Linked DNA regions of Mus musculus: regions 1, 2, 3, 4 and 5 are each linked to region 6. Evidence: chromatin contacts called from public Hi-C, HiCAR-type and promoter capture Hi-C data. All regions are on one chromosome and are shown on one strand. Each heading gives the region's core, a stretch centred on a gene start, on an enhancer-like site or on the middle of the called end of the contact. The rest is flanking DNA. Distances are from core to core; before and after follow the strand shown.

Evidence for each region. Promoter capture Hi-C pulls out the DNA fragments that hold promoters and counts their contacts. Hi-C and Micro-C count contacts between places; a contact is called where the count stands out from the background. HiCAR-type assays count read pairs that join an accessible place to other places.
Region 1: a HiCAR-type map of astrocytes shows a contact between it and region 6, with 4 times the contacts expected there. The contact joins the enhancer-like site here to the promoter of Efr3a in region 6. A contact is called at or near these places in 6 of 39 promoter capture datasets (the 3T3-L1 cell line, 3T3-L1-derived adipocytes, hippocampal neurons and 2 more) and 1 of 115 datasets of contacts at active chromatin or transcription factors (astrocytes).
Region 2: a contact with region 6 is called in a HiCAR-type map of astrocytes, with 4 times the contacts expected there. The contact joins the enhancer-like site here to the promoter of Efr3a in region 6. A contact is called at or near these places in 2 of 39 promoter capture datasets (embryonic stem cells and hippocampal neurons) and 4 of 115 datasets of contacts at active chromatin or transcription factors (astrocytes, embryonic forebrain, embryonic stem cells and 1 more).
Region 3: a promoter capture Hi-C map of hippocampal neurons shows a contact between it and region 6, with 7 times the contacts expected there. The contact joins the promoter of 1700010G06Rik here to the promoter of Efr3a in region 6. A contact is called at or near these places in 3 of 39 promoter capture datasets (embryonic stem cells, hippocampal neurons and stem cell-derived epiblast-like cells), 4 of 115 datasets of contacts at active chromatin or transcription factors (astrocytes, differentiating embryonic stem cells, embryonic stem cells and 1 more) and 1 of 9 other capture datasets (liver).
Region 4: a contact with region 6 is called in a Hi-C map of the N1E-115 cell line, with 5 times the contacts expected there. The contact joins the enhancer-like site here to the promoter of Efr3a in region 6. A contact is called at or near these places in 4 of 39 promoter capture datasets (embryonic stem cells, hippocampal neurons, liver and 1 more), 1 of 484 Hi-C or Micro-C datasets (the N1E-115 cell line) and 3 of 115 datasets of contacts at active chromatin or transcription factors (astrocytes, embryonic forebrain and stem cell-derived neural progenitor cells).
Region 5: a HiCAR-type map of astrocytes shows a contact between it and region 6, with 3 times the contacts expected there. The contact joins the enhancer-like site here to the promoter of Efr3a in region 6. A contact is called at or near these places in 5 of 39 promoter capture datasets (the 3T3-L1 cell line, hippocampal neurons, liver and 2 more) and 4 of 115 datasets of contacts at active chromatin or transcription factors (astrocytes, cardiomyocytes, embryonic forebrain and 1 more).

Annotation. Positions count from the first base shown.
Region 1 is chr15:64,151,436-64,154,135 of GRCm38.p6, forward strand. Asap1 (ArfGAP with SH3 domain, ankyrin repeat and PH domain1) reads right to left here. Exons shown (of 31, transcript NM_010026.3): 12 at 2,409-2,417; 13 at 1,395-1,495. Among named protein-coding and RNA genes, the nearest start is that of Gm20717, 55 kb to the left of the region's middle. Within about 2 kb of position 1,401, at least 39 of the 459 cell types and tissues checked have an H3K27ac peak or open chromatin away from gene starts, as enhancers often do. A contact at or near this core is called in astrocytes and liver, where this site is marked.
Region 2 is chr15:64,343,847-64,346,546 of GRCm38.p6, forward strand. All of the region lies in intron 2 of Asap1 (ArfGAP with SH3 domain, ankyrin repeat and PH domain1), which reads right to left. Among named protein-coding and RNA genes, the nearest start is that of 1700010G06Rik, 31 kb to the left of the region's middle. Within about 2 kb of position 1,430, at least 68 of the 459 cell types and tissues checked have an H3K27ac peak or open chromatin away from gene starts, as enhancers often do. A contact at or near this core is called in astrocytes, where this site is marked.
Region 3 is chr15:64,312,740-64,315,439 of GRCm38.p6, forward strand. 1700010G06Rik (a long non-coding RNA gene) reads left to right here and starts at 1,379. Exons shown (of 2, transcript XR_003951590.1): 1 at 1,379-1,794; 2 at 2,219-2,700. All of the region lies in intron 2 of Asap1 (ArfGAP with SH3 domain, ankyrin repeat and PH domain1), which reads right to left.
Region 4 is chr15:64,270,461-64,273,160 of GRCm38.p6, forward strand. All of the region lies in intron 3 of Asap1 (ArfGAP with SH3 domain, ankyrin repeat and PH domain1), which reads right to left. Among named protein-coding and RNA genes, the nearest start is that of 1700010G06Rik, 42 kb to the right of the region's middle. Within about 2 kb of position 1,386, at least 48 of the 459 cell types and tissues checked have an H3K27ac peak or open chromatin away from gene starts, as enhancers often do. A contact at or near this core is called in the N1E-115 cell line and hippocampal neurons, where this site is marked.
Region 5 is chr15:64,117,188-64,119,887 of GRCm38.p6, forward strand. All of the region lies in intron 25 of Asap1 (ArfGAP with SH3 domain, ankyrin repeat and PH domain1), which reads right to left. Among named protein-coding and RNA genes, the nearest start is that of Gm20717, 20 kb to the left of the region's middle. Within about 2 kb of position 1,439, at least 79 of the 459 cell types and tissues checked have an H3K27ac peak or open chromatin away from gene starts, as enhancers often do. A contact at or near this core is called in astrocytes and embryonic forebrain, where this site is marked.
Region 6 is chr15:65,785,688-65,788,387 of GRCm38.p6, forward strand. Efr3a (EFR3 homolog A) reads left to right here and starts at 1,333. Exons shown (of 23, transcript NM_133766.4): 1 at 1,333-1,559. The coding sequence starts at 1,550. It overlaps Gm41339 (a long non-coding RNA gene), which reads right to left and starts at 1,356. Exons shown (of 3, transcript XR_875389.2): 1 at 1,190-1,356. Gm41338 (a long non-coding RNA gene) reads left to right here and starts at 1,910. Exons shown (of 2, transcript XR_875388.2): 1 at 1,910-2,694.

The DNA.
Region 1 (2,700 bases), core at 151-2,650, 1.6 Mb before region 6:
ATACAAATAAGAAAGCATCGGTGGGGCTTCAGTCCATGTCATCACTTGGCATCCTCCCAGCAAAGCTTGGTGGTTTTGCTCATGTATCGTAACCCTTAGAGACTCTCTTTATCTGTAGCATGAGAGTATCTGGGATTACTCTGAGAAAATACAAGCAAGCAATGGCTCCTATAAGTACCTTTGAGGCATAAAGTTTTAAAGTTATTTAAAAAACTAAAATTGTTCTTTCATTTTTTATAACAGTTTTTAAGTAACAAGTATTGCAAAAGTGGGTTAAAAATTACTAATGCAATTTGCATGAAAATGAAAATCACGCAACATACAAGTGCTTACTCTTAAGGGGTCTGTCTTCACGCAAAAGAGGTGCAGCATTTCTCTCTTCCCCAGAAGCCATCAAAAGCAACTCTGGATTAGTACTCATCTCTCATGTATGAATATGAAAAACGTATATGCCGCCTTCGTTTCCAACTCTGAGAGTAGATAACTCTCCTCTGCTCCTTTCCTTCCCAGCGTTCTCTTTCAGGTACGGACTGAAGGCAGGGCCTTGGCCATGCTGCACTGAACCATCTCCTTTATCTTTCTCCATTTCTTTCCAAGGATGCATGACAGGAAAGGCATATTGCCTTAGCTTTTATCTTCTAGCATCTAGCCGTGTGCTTCGGATGCTAGAATGTTTTCTGTGTGTGTGTGTGTGAAGTGAATGTTTGAAGGGGGAACAGACTGAAAGAAAGAAGACAGCACAAGCTTGAGCCAGTTTTTGTCTTCAGTATGTCCAGAATGGTCAAAGGCAGATACGGACATTTTGAAAGACAAACGCTAGATGCCTGATGCTAAGTTAGAGCACCCAGGCTGAAGTCTGGGCTCTCTCTCACTGTCGGTGCAGTCCTGCGGGCTATGCATAGATGAGAAAGAGGTGTGGCCACAGGGAGCAGGTGCTCACAGAGAAGACTCAGAGTTCAACTACACAGGACTCATGAAAAAGACTTCACCCCTGAGCAGAAGCAGCTGAGATGACAAGAAGCCTATTATTTTTAATTAGAAAAGGGAAGGTATGTGATAGATTGGTTGTGACAGAGACAATGTCACAGGTTACCCCAAAGGTTGGGGTTTGGGCAGCCAGGTGCCATCTCAAGGAGAGAATATGACAATGATAAAGCAGAGCTGAGCCTCCCTTCTCAGCTTTCTACAAGTGTAAGTCACAAGCAAGAGGTGTTACCTGGACGCAGAACAATCGTTCTTCTTGTAAGGACAGCACGTTAGGCCAACTATTTAAGCAGAACCAGCTCAGAAAGCTTTTAAGTATGTTTTCGCAACAAGAGCCTGGACACCGTCCCAGGGAGAGCACTGCCTGGGCATGCTTGCCTCACACTGGGCTGCCAGGGCTCGACACGTACCCATCACTCTTCTTCAGCAGGAAGCCCTTCTTTTCACTGCCGTACTCCTTGTTGCCCTGGAGCTGATGCATGCTGTACCCACCTTGCCGGCTCTGAGAGTCCTGGAAAACAGAAGCACAGACTGGCAAATGCTGTGCTGCCCCTGAGCCTTTGCCTGCTGGCCTGTGCCTGGGGGAATTATGGACTTTGGGAGCTGTCCAGGCCTACCTTTTATTTTAGCAGAAGAAGTAGGACATGTCAATATTTTGCCTGACTCACAAACCAAGTCCTAGGCAGAGCCCAGGGTCCGGGTCTAGTTTAGTACTGATTCAAACACAAAAGAAACAGGGCTCTGATTTAGGCTCAGTGTTCACTCACAGCAGGAAGCAACAGGAAGGGCTAAATGGGAAGAGAATGCAGGGAGTGTGCAAGCTGGCAGTGTCTTCCCTCGGCTGTACCTATTCTCCTTTACGTGTGTGCTGGAGTCCTCTAAATAAAGGACATCTTCATTAAAAAGATTTCGGAGCAGGGCACTGGCAATCAGCATACAAATCTTGTAACTATCTATACACTGAGCATCTATAATTAAAGTATCTGAATTCTGAAACCTTTTGATTACTGAAATGCCCAAAACCATCCTGGATTTGGGAGCGGTTTGGACCTCCTGAGTTACCCAGTTAGTAAACTATGCAAACATTCCACAAAAGGAACAATCTGCCTACGGCTCTCTGCAAAACAGACTGATGCCGATGAGTTTAGTCTGAAATCAGCATCCTACGGTGTGAAAAGTCTAGGATGTGACAAAGCATGCACACTCCAGCAAAAGAAACAAGCAAGCCTGCTTTCACTTTGGCACTCCACTGGTACCTAGCCGTGGACGCTAAGGACAGAAAGACAAGACACAATGGCCATACTATGAAAATCCAAGAAGTAAAATACAAATGAAACAAATAAACATATAGTGGAGTTGCAGCAAGAGGACAAGTCTCTAGGTACATAGTAGGACAACGCATTCTCACAAATGTATTAACTTACTCTTCTAGACTTCGATCAGGAAGGGCAAAGCAACAAAGAAAAAAAAAGGCAGAAGATTGAAAATAGTTAATTGTGTTAAAAGCTCTGTCAGCCATTACTTAAGCAGTTTATAAAATATACATAGAAAAGATTATTGTAAAGATGTACCAAAAAACACATCCATGATCATAATAGAATCTGGATGATAAAGCAGTAAAATATTTCTATACCAATCAAATCAAGTGTTACATATTTTAGCTCATGTGTGGTGAGGAGATAAACACAATGAAGATGATAAGGCGTACATTTCTCA
Region 2 (2,700 bases), core at 180-2,679, 1.4 Mb before region 6:
GGGTGAAACCTGCCTGCAGGGACTAGAGTAGCCCTGGGGAGCTCACTGTGCTAGCCTTCCTCTGAGTTCCAATAAATGGGAAGTGTGTGTCAGTCATCTTGGTATCCTAGCAGCTGGTACAGTGCCTGACACTTCATGGTGGGTCTCAGAAAGTGCTGTGTGGAGTGAGCAGGTGAGAGAAATGAAGGACGAAGTATTTCTTTTTCTTTTTCTTTTTTTGAGAAAATATCTCCTTTTAATTTATTTTTTCCTTTATGTGCATTTATGTGCCTTGCTGTTTTTCCTGCATGTATGTCTGTGTAAGCGTGTTGGGTGCCCTGGAGTTGGAGTTGCAGACATTTGTGAGCTGCCCTATAAGTGCTGGGTATTGAACCCAGTCCTCTGGAAGAGCAGCCAGTACTCTTACCTACTGAGCCATCTTTCCAGCCCTGTACTTTCAAAAGGGTGCTAGGAAGTATCTTAGTGATACAGTACTTGCCTCTTCACCTGGAAAATCAAAACAGAAACAATACCCTAAGAGGTAGAACCAACTCTATGCTATTAAGACACTTGAGAAAACAGGACTCACACACACATTCACACATATACTCACATACAATACATGTATTCACACACACATATGTACACACTCACACAATACACACATTCACACATATATACACACATACACACACACACACACACACACACACACACACACACACACAGAAGTAGAAGGGGGGCTTTGCTGTGGGAGGAAGAGGACCACTGTGAAGAAGAAATATGAGGAAGAAGAGGGGTACTAGTGGGGTTATAAAAATACCAATACACAAGGATATCTGTATATAAAAATGTCAGATTGAAATCCATCATACACGTTAACAAAAATATTAATTTTAAAAACAAACTTAAAAAAAGAAAATATAGGCATTTGTAGAATGCATAGAGCTTTTAAAACATTGACTGAACATGAATGATGCTCAGAGAGGCTTGGCCCTCAGGGCTTCTCACTTATTTCCAGGGCTCTGCACAGGATCCAGCATGCTGCAGCTTTCTACTTTCTACAAGAAGGAAGGGAGAGAGGGAGGGAGGGAGGGCAGAGGGAGGGCAGGAGGGAGGGAAGCAGGGAGGAAGAGGGAACGGGATCATACTTTCCAGGCTCTTGGGTTGAGGCGAATACAGTAACTGAAGAACAGCCAAAACTGGAAAGTGGCCTCAGGACTTTCAGACCACGTCAATCATATCCAAACGCCCTTCACAATGGGACTTAAAAACTGTTTTCCTATCATGCGTTTCTTTTTCTTTCCCATCCAGACCCCTAAGGCATCCTGACCCTTTCTGCTATGTTAGAAATGCAGAGTTGAAAGGTCAGCCTTGTGTTTGGCTTCTGGGACACGTTTCCTGTCCATGTGCAGTGCACATTCCTGATCCCTGCCCTGTGGCCAAAAAGGGACATCAGCTGGATGCAGGGAAATTCAATTTGGCCGAACAGCCGGCAGCATGACAGCGATAGAGTCTGCCCTGACATTTGGAAGGCAGAGGATTTTCCCAGGGCTTGGCTGTGGATGGTTGCAGGCTGAAGTTAGGTCATTTGTATGTACGAAGAAAAACCCTAGAAGCAATGCCAGCTGGTTTCTGAATCCCTCTAGGTCACAGCGGGCTGCTTTTTCTGCCTTCCTGGGGTTATCGGTGTCAAACAGGAACACTCTGGTTTCTCTCCCTCTTCTCCAGCCATGACACCTGCTCTGCTACGTGGTGTGATCTTACTCATTCTTTCCTTCATTCACACTGTCTTGCCTAATTTAGGAAGTCTCCACTCCTATTCTTGCCTTTTCCACACTGAATTCACAGCTAGAGTGCAGCCCGCTGCTTGGAGTGCCAGGCAGCTCCTAACTGTGACAGTGACAGACAAGACAAGAAAAGCTGACCCCTTCTGAGGTAAAGAACACTGCTTTACATGGCAGAATGTGGGCCACATGTGACTGGACTACCCACTAATGTGGGAACTTTTCCCTACCAGTCACTCAGTGGAGTGGTTAGGCTGGCTTCCAGCCCCACCCTGCGGCCCTAGGGCATCCCACACTGAACTTAATCTGAAGGCTCTGGTGTTCACCTCTAGGAGACAGCGCTTCACAAGACAGGCCGCATCATCTGCATGTACCCTGCATCCCAGTTCCTAGGGCCTCAGGGATACGCAGTGGATTTTGTCCCTTCAGTGAAAGAAGGAGGGATCTAAGTGATAGACATTCAAGTCTTGCAATTACCTGAGTGATGCCACTCAGGTCCCATCACAGCTAAGGTGTGTGTGTGTTTGTGTGTGTGTGATACACAGAGACACACATGTGTGTGTTCATCTGTATGTAGGCCACAGGTTCATGATTCAGTCTTCCTCAATCTCTCTCCACCTTAATTTTTGAAGCAGGGTCTCTCACCAAACCTGGAACTCAATAAGTATAGACAGATTGGCTGTCTCTGCATCCTGAACACTGGGGTGACAGACATGTGCCACCACATTTGTCCTTCTCACCTAGCTTCAGGGGCTTAAACTCAGACCCTCACGCTTGCACAGCGCACACTTTACCAATGAAGACACCGGTGTACCCCGAAAGGACATGTTTTCCCGAAGTAAAAGATAAACACACAGTACCGTCCATTTTAAGTGGAATTTGACACACAAAGAAGCCAGCACTTGTATCATGCTCATCACATCTGCTCTGTCCC
Region 3 (2,700 bases), core at 129-2,628, 1.5 Mb before region 6:
GGGAGGGGCGGGGCTGGGCGGAACGGACCGCTCCGGTGGCGCTGACAAGCGGCGAGGCTCGACCGACTGGGGCGCTCGCTCCCGCGGAGCGGCGGGCGGCGCGCCCGCGCCAGTCACGGGGACAAACACGGAAGTGCTCTGCGCACGCGCCCCGCACGCCCCGCCCGCCCCTCTCTCTCCACTTACCCCCCCCCCCCGCCGCCCGGCCCTCGCGCGGCCCCCACCTCGCAGCCGCCGGCGCTGGTGCTCGTGCCCGTGGGGCTCCGGAACCGCGCCCCACGCACACACACACACACCCGGCCGCCCCCGGAGCGGTTACTTCAGCGAGCTGGTTACGCGAGCGTTTTTGCAAGAGAGGGACCAAAAAAAAAAAAAAAAAAAAAGTTGTTCGTGTTCTTTTTTAGTCCCGAGTGGGTGCAGGAAGCGAGGCCCGGAAAGCCGTCTCCCTTCTGCGCGGACCGAGGGATGGGGGCGCAGCCCTGCTGCCCTCTGAACGCCAATGCTGTGCCTTGTGCAGAGACAGGAAGGGTTGTTTTAAAATACTTTCATCTGTCCAGATGTATTTGGTTTTTTTTTTTTCTTCCCCTACCCCAGAGGACCGCCGAGCATCCGGAGATGCAAAAAGTATTTCTCAGGTGCAAATGCTCTTCACTGCTAAGCAGGAACTGACTTTCTTCTGAGAAAAGTACCAATTCAGCCCCAGCAAGATGTCTACTGTTGTTAGTCCAACATACCCATCTAATTTCTCACCACCGACTGGAAGATTTTGAGAATGGTATCAACAAAACCCACCTAGTCCTTGGGATTGGCCTCCAGGAGCCCTTGAAAGCGTATGACTGGCCTCCATTAAAGCCTGCTTTGGAAGGCAAGCCCTGTGGCCCACTCAGACCTGCCTGCATACCGTCCGATATAGCTAGCTAGAGGTTGTGTTCGCTGGCCTTTCTGGCCGCGTGTGGGTCGTGTGGCTCAGGGACCCACGGAGAGGGCTTGTCTTGAGTGAGGACCGGCAGGGAGGGAGGAGAAGACTGCATGTCAAGAGGAAAAGGTTCGCCTCACAAGCTGACAAATTCTGAGATGAGTGATGTCGGCAAGGGCCACATTCCTGCTGTCTTGGAATTTGCTTTGCAGCAGAGGACCAGACAAATAGGCAATACAGAGGAGGAGTAGGAGAAAATGACAGAGCCATACATAAACCATGGTCAGAGAAGGCTCAGTCAAAGTGTGCAGAATAGAATGGATACACCACTCGATACCCTGTTGGCTGGGAATCTTGGACCCCTAACTGCCTCCCATGAAAGTAGAAGACAGGGACCCTCATGGAGGAGGCTGAGTTCATGGATGAGGACTTGCTCTCTGCATAGGAAAAAATGGGTTAAAATGTGTGCTGTTTCTCTTCCTGGCTTGACCGAATTGGGTGTGCACTGTGCCTCCACTGCGGTTCCTACCAGTGCTCTCCAAGGCAGGGAAGTGTCTCCGCCTACTACAGGAAGAACTTGCTAAGGGAATGAGCATAAAGAAACACATCCCTGGCAAACTGACCTTTTAAAAAAAACTAGTGAATAAAGAGGTTAAACATAAACAAGAGTACTTTCTCTCCTCAGTACTTTAAAAGTTTGGTTTGGGAGACATGGAGGGTTTAGCTCTCAGGGAGAAAATAAGGCAGGAGGAGACTGGCAGCTGACCACCCCACAAGGGCAGGCTCACTGGTTGCCAGGGCTGCAAGATGTAGCATTTGGAGAATGAACATTCCAGAAGAGAATCCTAGCTCATTTCTCACAGCATCTGGAAAATTCTGTAAGTTGGAACAAATATGACCCTCACTAGCTTGGCCTAATTAAGCTCCCTGCGCCTCAGAAATCCCATGCTCCCCTATAAAGTACTGAGAGCAAATCAGCGAGAAAAATCAGTGAGCACTGGGGCTTCCCTCTGAAAGGATTTGTCTTCCTCAGGGCTGTGAGCCAGTCTGGTCCCACCCCCCACACCCCAGTTGTCATCTAGTACCTGCCCTGTCTACTGAGCTGGCAGCACTCCTCTGTGTGTGTGACATAAACAGTAAAAATGAACTGTTGTTCAGAGCCTAGACTTAGCTAATAAGTGTGTCTGTTCCCAGAGACCCTGAATTCCACAGCTTTCTCTCCTAATTCAGATACCTTGGGTTTGGGTGGCATGAGTTTATCAAATAAGAGGGTAAGGCGTGTCAAAAATGACCACCACACAGAGCCCTCCCAGCTCCAGCCGGTTTGCTCCCACACCTGGCTCTGCAGATGAACGAGTCAAGATTATTCCAAGCTCAGCAGTGGTAAACAGCCAGGGATTTCTTTCTGAATTCACCGGAGAGCCCAAACTGCCGCCACCAATTGCTGTTTCAGTTTCCTCCGAAGATTATGTTATGTATCTGCCCCTCCCCTGCCTCCTCCAGCCAAGAGGGGACTATATGAACAATGAGATATTGTGCTCTGGTAAGCATATACCTCCTTAGACTGGTCTGCAATTAGAATTTCAAAGCTTCGCACCTCAACCCACCATCTCTGGGGTTCATGGACCATAATCCTCTTTAAATTTGAAACCATGCCCTGGTGCAAAACCATCTGCACCTCCCTTTTTCTCAAATACCCCGAACGCCATTCCTGGATATCTAAAAGCAAATAGAGTCTGGCGTGGGCAAAGCTGAAAGGCTGGGTTTCTTTACAGGGAACTACC
Region 4 (2,700 bases), core at 136-2,635, 1.5 Mb before region 6:
CCAGGGACAATCCACATGACAAATGCAAACTTATGGGTACCTTTAACTACCTCTCTGTCCTTTCAACATATCATCCCAGCAGGTCACTGGAATAGCCAGGGAGGGTATAGTACCTGCCTTCAAAACCTTCAAGACCTTAAAACTGATATATGCAAGAGAACATGGTTGAAATCTTTTCCATGTCTCAGAAATAAAAAAATAAAAAAAAATAGATAAAAATAAAAAAAGAACTGTCCATGGGCCAGATAGTGGTGCACACCTTTAATTCCAGCCCTTGGGAAGCAGAGGCAGGTGAGTTCAAGGCCGGCCTGGTCTACAGAATGAGTTCCAGGACAGGCAGGTCTATACAGAGAAACTCTCCCTCAGAAAACAAACAAAAAGAGGGGGCGGTGAAAACAGACAGACAGACAGACAGACAGGAGAAAACGAAGAAGGAAACTGTCTGTGGAAGTGGGAAACACTATCAGTACAAAGAAACATCTTCTCCAACAACAATTTGTGGTCCCAGCACTACCCATCAAGAAAGCTGTGAAGGGAACTCTGAAATATAGATACAGATCTGAAAGCTGGGCTTCTGCACCATTTGAATAAAAACTGTAAGAAAACTGACAGCATTCATCAGATCATATGGACTAGATAGAATGCCACTGTTGGGTTTACCAAAGTGTTTTTACAATGTTCATGTCCTCTGTAGGAAGAATTGAGGGTATATGGAGAAGAAACAGCATTGTTTCTACCTTGATAGAAATGCTCAAAAGATCGCAAGCAAAACCTGTGCAGCCAGAAATAGGATGGTACCTTTGTTTAAGTCACTGTGGCGTTGACTCACATAGCCAGGAGCAGCCTACAGCTGTTGCTAATTTTAAGACAGCCCTGTCTGTCCTATAAGAAAATAAGACTAAAAAGGAATAATAAAAAAATATGTTGAGGAAAATGCCTGGCACTTATCTAACAGACTGTGGCACCAGTGAATGAAAGGTAATGAAACCAGATCCAGAGGTAGTGAGGTCTTGCCCCAGGCCCTGGAGAGGCAGTGGGCATCTTCCATGTGGGATGTGAGAACACTGTGCAGTCAAATATGAGCAAATATTCTACCACCCAGGCAGGGGGAGTTACAGCTTACTCTCCCTGTGAAGGCAAACCTCACTCATATCTACCAGTGGGGACATTAACTCATTTAACACAGAACATGCTCTGTGCGAAAGCAACAGACCCAGCAACTCAAGTTCCAAGGTCCCTTCCTAAAAGCTTGCTAGAAAAAGTGAGTAGAGAAACATTAAAAGCAAAACAAAACAAATAAAATGGAGGAAGGCTGGAGACTTTACTTAGTGGTTGAGAGCACGAGAGTTCAGCTCTCCACATTCCTATCAAATGGCTCACAACGGCCTTAACTCCAGTTCCGAGGCCTCAGGCATGCCTGTGGTGCACATAAGCTCATGTAGGGGCACACACACACACACACACACACACACACACATTTTTGTTTTAAAAAGTTGAAAAGGAATGGAGAAAACCAATATTAATAACTAGATAAGTACAACAGTGCAACCAGAGGGTAAATGGTTGATTTTTAGCAACTGAGGAGACAGTCATATCACCAGTGGAGAATGCAGAATATATAGCAATACGAGGCCTGCTTGTACTCCATACATCCTTTATATGTCATGCATAAAATATCAGCTGTCACTGTAATTCATAAGAGGATATTTTTATGTGCTCTCATCTCATAGAATTCTCAAAACTGTGTTGTGGAATTAAAAAAAAAAAGAAGCATTATTTCACACCGCAAAGTTAAATTTACCATGCTTTTCAAAAGGATTCATTGCAAAATGTGAAATAATTAGCCGGGTGTGGTTGTGCACGCCTTTTATCTCAGCACTCAGGAGGTAGAGGCAGGCAGATCTCTGTAAGTTCCAGGACAACCAGTACTATGCAGAGACTCTGTCTCAAAACAAAACAAGCAGAAACAAAAAAAGAAAGTATTAGTGAGCACGTCACACACAGATCTCTAGGGTTGGTGACCATGAGGAATATAGAGAGAGCTGGATCCACATATGTAGTCTCTCTGGACAACACTGAAAGGCCCTCTCTCAACAGGAAGGGGAGGGAGGCATAGACTAAGGCCTGACACTTAAGATTTAAAACTTGAAAAGAGAAAGATATCACTGTCAGGCAGGAAAAACTAAGGAGGAAAACCACGCCAAAAACAAAAATCCAAACAAACTAAAACACCACTGCCATAACCAACCTAGACCTAGCTTTCTCTATAGTACCAAGGGCAAGGGCCTTCTGTTTTTAGTGTCCCCTAGTATAAGATGACAGAAACACTGAGAGTAGAATTCGCCTATGGAAAACAGTAAAATTATCTGCCCAAACCCCCAACTAGGTCAGTAGACATCAACACCACTGTCCTAGTTCACTTTGCAGAAGAGCACAATACATCCAGTCTTTCAGTTTAAGACACTGGAACAACAGGTAAACAGGTAAGTAACCAAAAGGGCAATTATCTAATTCTAAAAGGAAATCTGTTTTTAAAAATCATGTAAGATAAAGCAAGAGTACAGATTTAGAAAAATTCAAAATTCTGTTAACTGTAAAACAGAAACTTGAGTCTCTGGCATGTTATCAGGACACGAGCTTTAAGATCTTAAAGTGAAGTCAGGTCCCTGCCATTCACAAGCCACTTGTGCATACCATGAA
Region 5 (2,700 bases), core at 189-2,688, 1.7 Mb before region 6:
GTTCTGATGAGGTCACTGGACGGTTCTGGAAATCCTTCTGAGCTTGCCTCAGAGGAGGTTTTTTTCTCTCTTGCTGCCTCTTGCACTCCCCTATTTGTGGGGGACTTTGTCAGAGGTGCCTGTTCTGTCCCAGGAAGTCATGATCCCGAGCTTCCTACATTTGTATCTGTGAGCGTAGCTTGTGCTATAAGCAAGGACCAGGGCCTTCCTTGCTGTGGAGAGAAACTAATGACAATCCAAAGGATGACTGATTCCAGACAGCTTTGTTACAAGTAGATAGTTATTCCAGTTAGCAGGATAGATTGAAAAAAAAAAAAATACAGGACCACAAAACACAAGGCCCTCTGCACAGGGTGCTAGCTGACTGTTTAACAGTGTCCTCTAAGGATCATATTTACACTGTAAGTTTCTCCCATGTAAGAGCAAGTGAGCCCGGCTGGTTAAGGACAGTTATGGTTCAGTGCCTGGCAGCTGTCAGATAGGCAGCTGTCTATCTGTGTCAGCAGCAGACAGTCCAATGCTCGGAATCTGATGTCCCACGATAGGCTGCCAGGGGGAACTCAGTCAGGAGAGTAAGTTCTATTTTCAAGCATGGGCTTGACCTGTAAAAGGAAGGGATAGGTGGTCTATCCTTCGTTAACCACGGTTGCTATGGCCAAACCTCTAAGCCCATTTCAGCAGCTGAACCGCTGAATAAATGTAGCCTTTGTTTTCTGGGTGTTCAGTAAAGAGCTAGCTAGAATTTATTCAATGCAGGCGAGTGATGCCTGGCACTAAGCCAGATGGAGCACTCTATGTTTTTTTTTTTTTTTTTTTACGTCCCTGTGAGATAAAATTACACAGGGAGGCTACAAGGGGTGGGGGTTGGGTGTATTAGTTCTTGGCTTCTGCTGTCAGCGAAGGCTCTCTGAACAGGTGCTGGCTCTGCCTGTCAAGACAGGTCACCACATAACCAGGGCACAGAAAATCAATCCTTCAGATGCATTTATCAGGTCTGGAGGCTCCTTTCTGTCCTCTTGTCAGAAGCACGACTTGCTGGGGATCATGGTTTTGCAGAAGGGAGAACAGCACAGAGCTCACACAGTATAGATTTGTAAGCTTGGTACATTAATGGTCTGTCTTTAAAAGTGTGTTCTAGTAGACTGTGCAGAATGATAAGAAACACTTGGCTTGTATCCACCACCATAAGCGTTTGTCTTTGATGAGAACTGCTCACGCTAAAGCTTTATTGTAATGTTCCCTATCATTTTATGATCTACAAGGTCATTTGGGGTCTCTCTAAGAACACAGCTCCCATTTATAACACGATTTCAATGGAGAATAAGCTGTGAAAAAACCAGTTTTGAATAAAGCTCACATTTGCCAGAAAACAGCACCAGTGTGATTCAAATAGGCCAGTCGTTGTGTACCAAGGGCACTGCCAACCTGTGCTGACCGGGGCTGAGCGCACTGGGAGAATCCCACATTTGGATTCTCTGGCAGCTACAGTGCTCAGCACCTCTCAGCTACAGCCCTAAAATTTCTGTGTCTTAATTTGACCCTCAACACCGAGCTCCAGAGCTGGACACACTCTGGAGAGAGGACAAAGGGCTAGTGTTTGTGGTAATGGGTGGGGAACCACCTCCACTGGCCTAATGTTGGGCTGGTGAAGGCATCTGACAACATAGGGAGTAACAGCGGCCTAGGCCATCCTCACCTCATCTGAGAGTATGGGACTGTGGGTTTTGTTCATACGGGATCTGTGTTCGGACCCCAGGTAGATGAGAACCTACATTACCTACCTCATTTGGAGGCGTTGGGATGGGAAAAGTGTGGTGTGTGATCTCTTGTGAGGCAAGTGCTTCACAGATATTATCAACTACTATGGCACCCTCATCCCACTCCGGAGTCAGGGGCTCATGAAATGCAGGTTGTCCTCAAACTTGCTAGAATGATAACGAACTCCTGATCATTTCATTGTTTCCTGTACCAGCCAGTTAAGTAGGGCTATTGAAACCATGGAGGTTGCTGAAGGAGTGCTGTTGCTTTTCTACTTAATCAGGAACAACAATTCATATGGGTAGGAATCCTACAAGAAGAGCGAGGCCCCCATGTGACAGAAGGACTGCAAAGGAGGCTAATAGCACGGCAGGCAGCTTATTTCAGACTTTAGAGAGGGAAGTCATCGATGAAAGGAAGAAAAGGAAGGGGAAATGAATATCAAATCATTAAAAGAGTGTAAGTAATTAGACTAAGAAGCACGGCGTTTGGGTTATCTGGAAGGATAGTGATTGTGTAATCGTGACGTGCACTTTCACACAGTGCTGGGGATCAAACCCAGGGCTTCATGTGTAAGGACACGCTTTCTACCAACTCTCACCTCTTTAGTTCAGACAGTCACATATTTAACACAGAGGCATCTCAGTACAGAGCAAAGTAGCCTTTCAGAGAACCAAGAGCTACAGACAGCACAGGTGCTAACACCCATGGCTCTCAGACTGAGTCTCAACTACAAAGTCACTTTACCGTTTCAGTCTTGGTTTTTTTTTTTTTTTTTTTTTTTTTTTTTTCAGGAGGATGGGCATAAAAAGCCATGTAACTCACTGGAGGTTAATGCAAGGTAACAAACACACCTACAATACCCAAGATACGACCTTTTGCACTCTCGTGCCTGGGGAATGACAAAGTCGCACTTCTGAGCTGCCCCGGATAGTATGTTTC
Region 6 (2,700 bases), core at 83-2,582:
ACAGAGAGCTGCCTGCTCTGGCTGGAACCAAAGGCACACCCCACCATATTGAATCTCATAGAAAGGGCTTCTTCTGGTTCACAGTTCAAGGTTGCAGTCAGTTCTGGTGAAGATGTAGCAGCAGTGGACTGTACTGCTGGGAAGCCGAGTGCTCTGTGTGTTCTGCTGCTGAGCTGTCTCTTGGCACTTATGCTGTCCAGGTCTTCCCACCTCAATTAACCTAATCAAGATAATCCTCACGGGCATGCCCAGAGGCCTGCATCCCCGGTAATTCCAGATTCTGTCAGATTGACGACTCTACGATCACAGAACCTGTTTAAGTATGGGCTTCATCCTTGCTGGTTTGTCCTTCCCTGTCAGCAAGGGACAAGTCTCACATCTCTTACGTGTACTTCCCTTCACTCGTTTCTATGACTCACTCGAGAAATTGCTTCTATTCTCCACACCCCCCCCCCTTCCTCCAAGGCCTTTGCTAATTCAAATTCTGTTTTATTCCAAGTTGACTCAAAGAGTAATTGCCCTCAGGCCTTCCTGGTTACTTCATCTTCTTTATCTCCTCCTCTTCAGACTTCACAATCTTATTTCTTAAGCAGAAAGTTGGCACTACGCTCCAGGGTATAGGTCTGCAAACCAAAGTGTATAGTTACATCATCCCATATGCTATCCAGCAGCATTAGCTCAGGACTTAGTAATATACTCATTACTAATTCTATAGCAGAATTCCATGTCTCTTAAATGAGCCACTTTGGAAACACAGTATTGGACTTCTGGACATTGCTTTTATTTCTCTAAAGGGGCTGTGGCCAGAGTATGGTGTCTGGCCAATGTTATGTGTACTGCCCACATTAGAGATGCCCTGGCTCTAGGGTTGACCCAGATTTGTGATTCCCAATAGACCCATCAAGTAGAATATTAATGATACCCAGAGCTAAGAACAGGGTTAGCCAAGTGTTCAGAACTTGTTCGAAAGAAGAAGACCAAGTCCTGAGGACTGTCTCACTTTGAAAGTTACGGGAAGCCCCAGGAGAAATGACATTTTCTTCTGTCCTCAGAGAAAATGCTCAACTATCACCCCAGATAACCCAAGTGCATTTCAAAAGCATTGGGCTTTCCGACACAAATCTGGCAGTTAAATAGATCCGAACGGGAGCCTGGGGAAAGTCACTACACTCAAGACTATTGGCCTTACCCTCACAGTCCTAAAGTGACCTTGGAGTTAAAACAGCCAGCCTTCCTGCTGCCCACTCTGCAGGTAAGGGCCAAGCCAAGCAGTCACCGCTTGGGGGCCGAGCTTAGCGCTTGGGGGCGGAGCCTCCCAGCGGCAACGCGCTGACGTCACGGGCGTGGGTCGGCCCACCGCGTCGTCGACGGGGCGCGGATCACGGCCGGTGGTCGCTGTACCCGGTCGGCGTCCGCTCTCTCGGCAATTCGTCCTCCGCCCCGACGAGGCGTCCGTGGCCGGGCTTCCGCAGTCATGCTGCGGTCGGCGCGGCTCGCGCTTCCCCTCTGAGTCCCGGGACGGCGGCGAGCGCGGCGAACTCGGGTCGCCATGCCTACCCGTGAGTGTCGGGCCAGGCCGGGCGGGCGGGCAGCGCCTCCAGGAAGCGCCGGTCCGCCCTGAGTTAGTTTCGCTTAGACTTCAGCGTCCCGTGGGCGGGGAGCGCGGGATCTCTGTGCACCCTCGGGGAAACTGAGGCGGGAGCGTTACGGGAACTGACGGCGGCCCGCGGTGACGGCGCGGTAACGGAGACCAGTGCGACCCGGGAAGCCCGGGCTGGTCCACTCGCCGCGCGGGCCCACTCGACTGTGGCCCCAAGGTCGAGGCCTGTGCTGCCTTAGTTTGAGGGACTTAGGTCCGAGGGACAGGCTGCAGCCCTCCCTGCGGCCAGAGGCCGGGCTGCCCCGAAGTGTGTCAGTCTGACTACTTCTTGGCTGACTTGGACGCGGTTTTGGCTTGCCCGCCTGCGGTGGGACCCGGGCTCCACTCATAGCAAGCATCCCGGCTGTCCCAGAGGGACGATAGGTTTCGAGATGACCCCGGTAGTCGAGGCTTTGAGAGAGAGACACTGTACTACAAGGTACTACACAGTTGCTAAGAGTGACCCAGATACTCACGCTGAGGCTTTAAATCATGTGGCTCACATTGATTACGTGCTAACTGGGTGGCTGATGCTGGTTATGGGTTTTTGAGGGTCTTTGCAAGTAGTGCTCTTGTAAGTGTGTCTTGCCATAGAATCTTTAAAGACTTGTGAATGTTTTTCTCGGAATTCCTAACTAGCCCTGCATGGTTTCTGTAGACATAAGTACGGGATTTCTAGGCAGCTTCAAATGCACAATTTCTTCTAGTGTTGGGTAAAGATTTCTTTCTGAATACTAGAATGGTTTGCCTCATAGCTGTGTCAAACCTTTCATCATAATGTAAAGGTCACTTTGACCCCTCAAATACCAAGTGTGTTTTATTTTGTTTGCACGTTATTCTGTGTTTCTTACTTTACATTTCTGCTTGATTCCTCCAGCCTGGAGGTATATTCTCTGCCTATCTTGTTCATGATCATTATTGCCAGTTTTATTATTCCTTACACTCATGTTCTATTATTTGACTATTTGGAATTAGCACCGTGCCAATCTTCTGGGAAACGAAAGGGGAGAAAGATAAAGGACATCAAAAGATGAGACTGCATATGGACTGTCTTGGTAAAA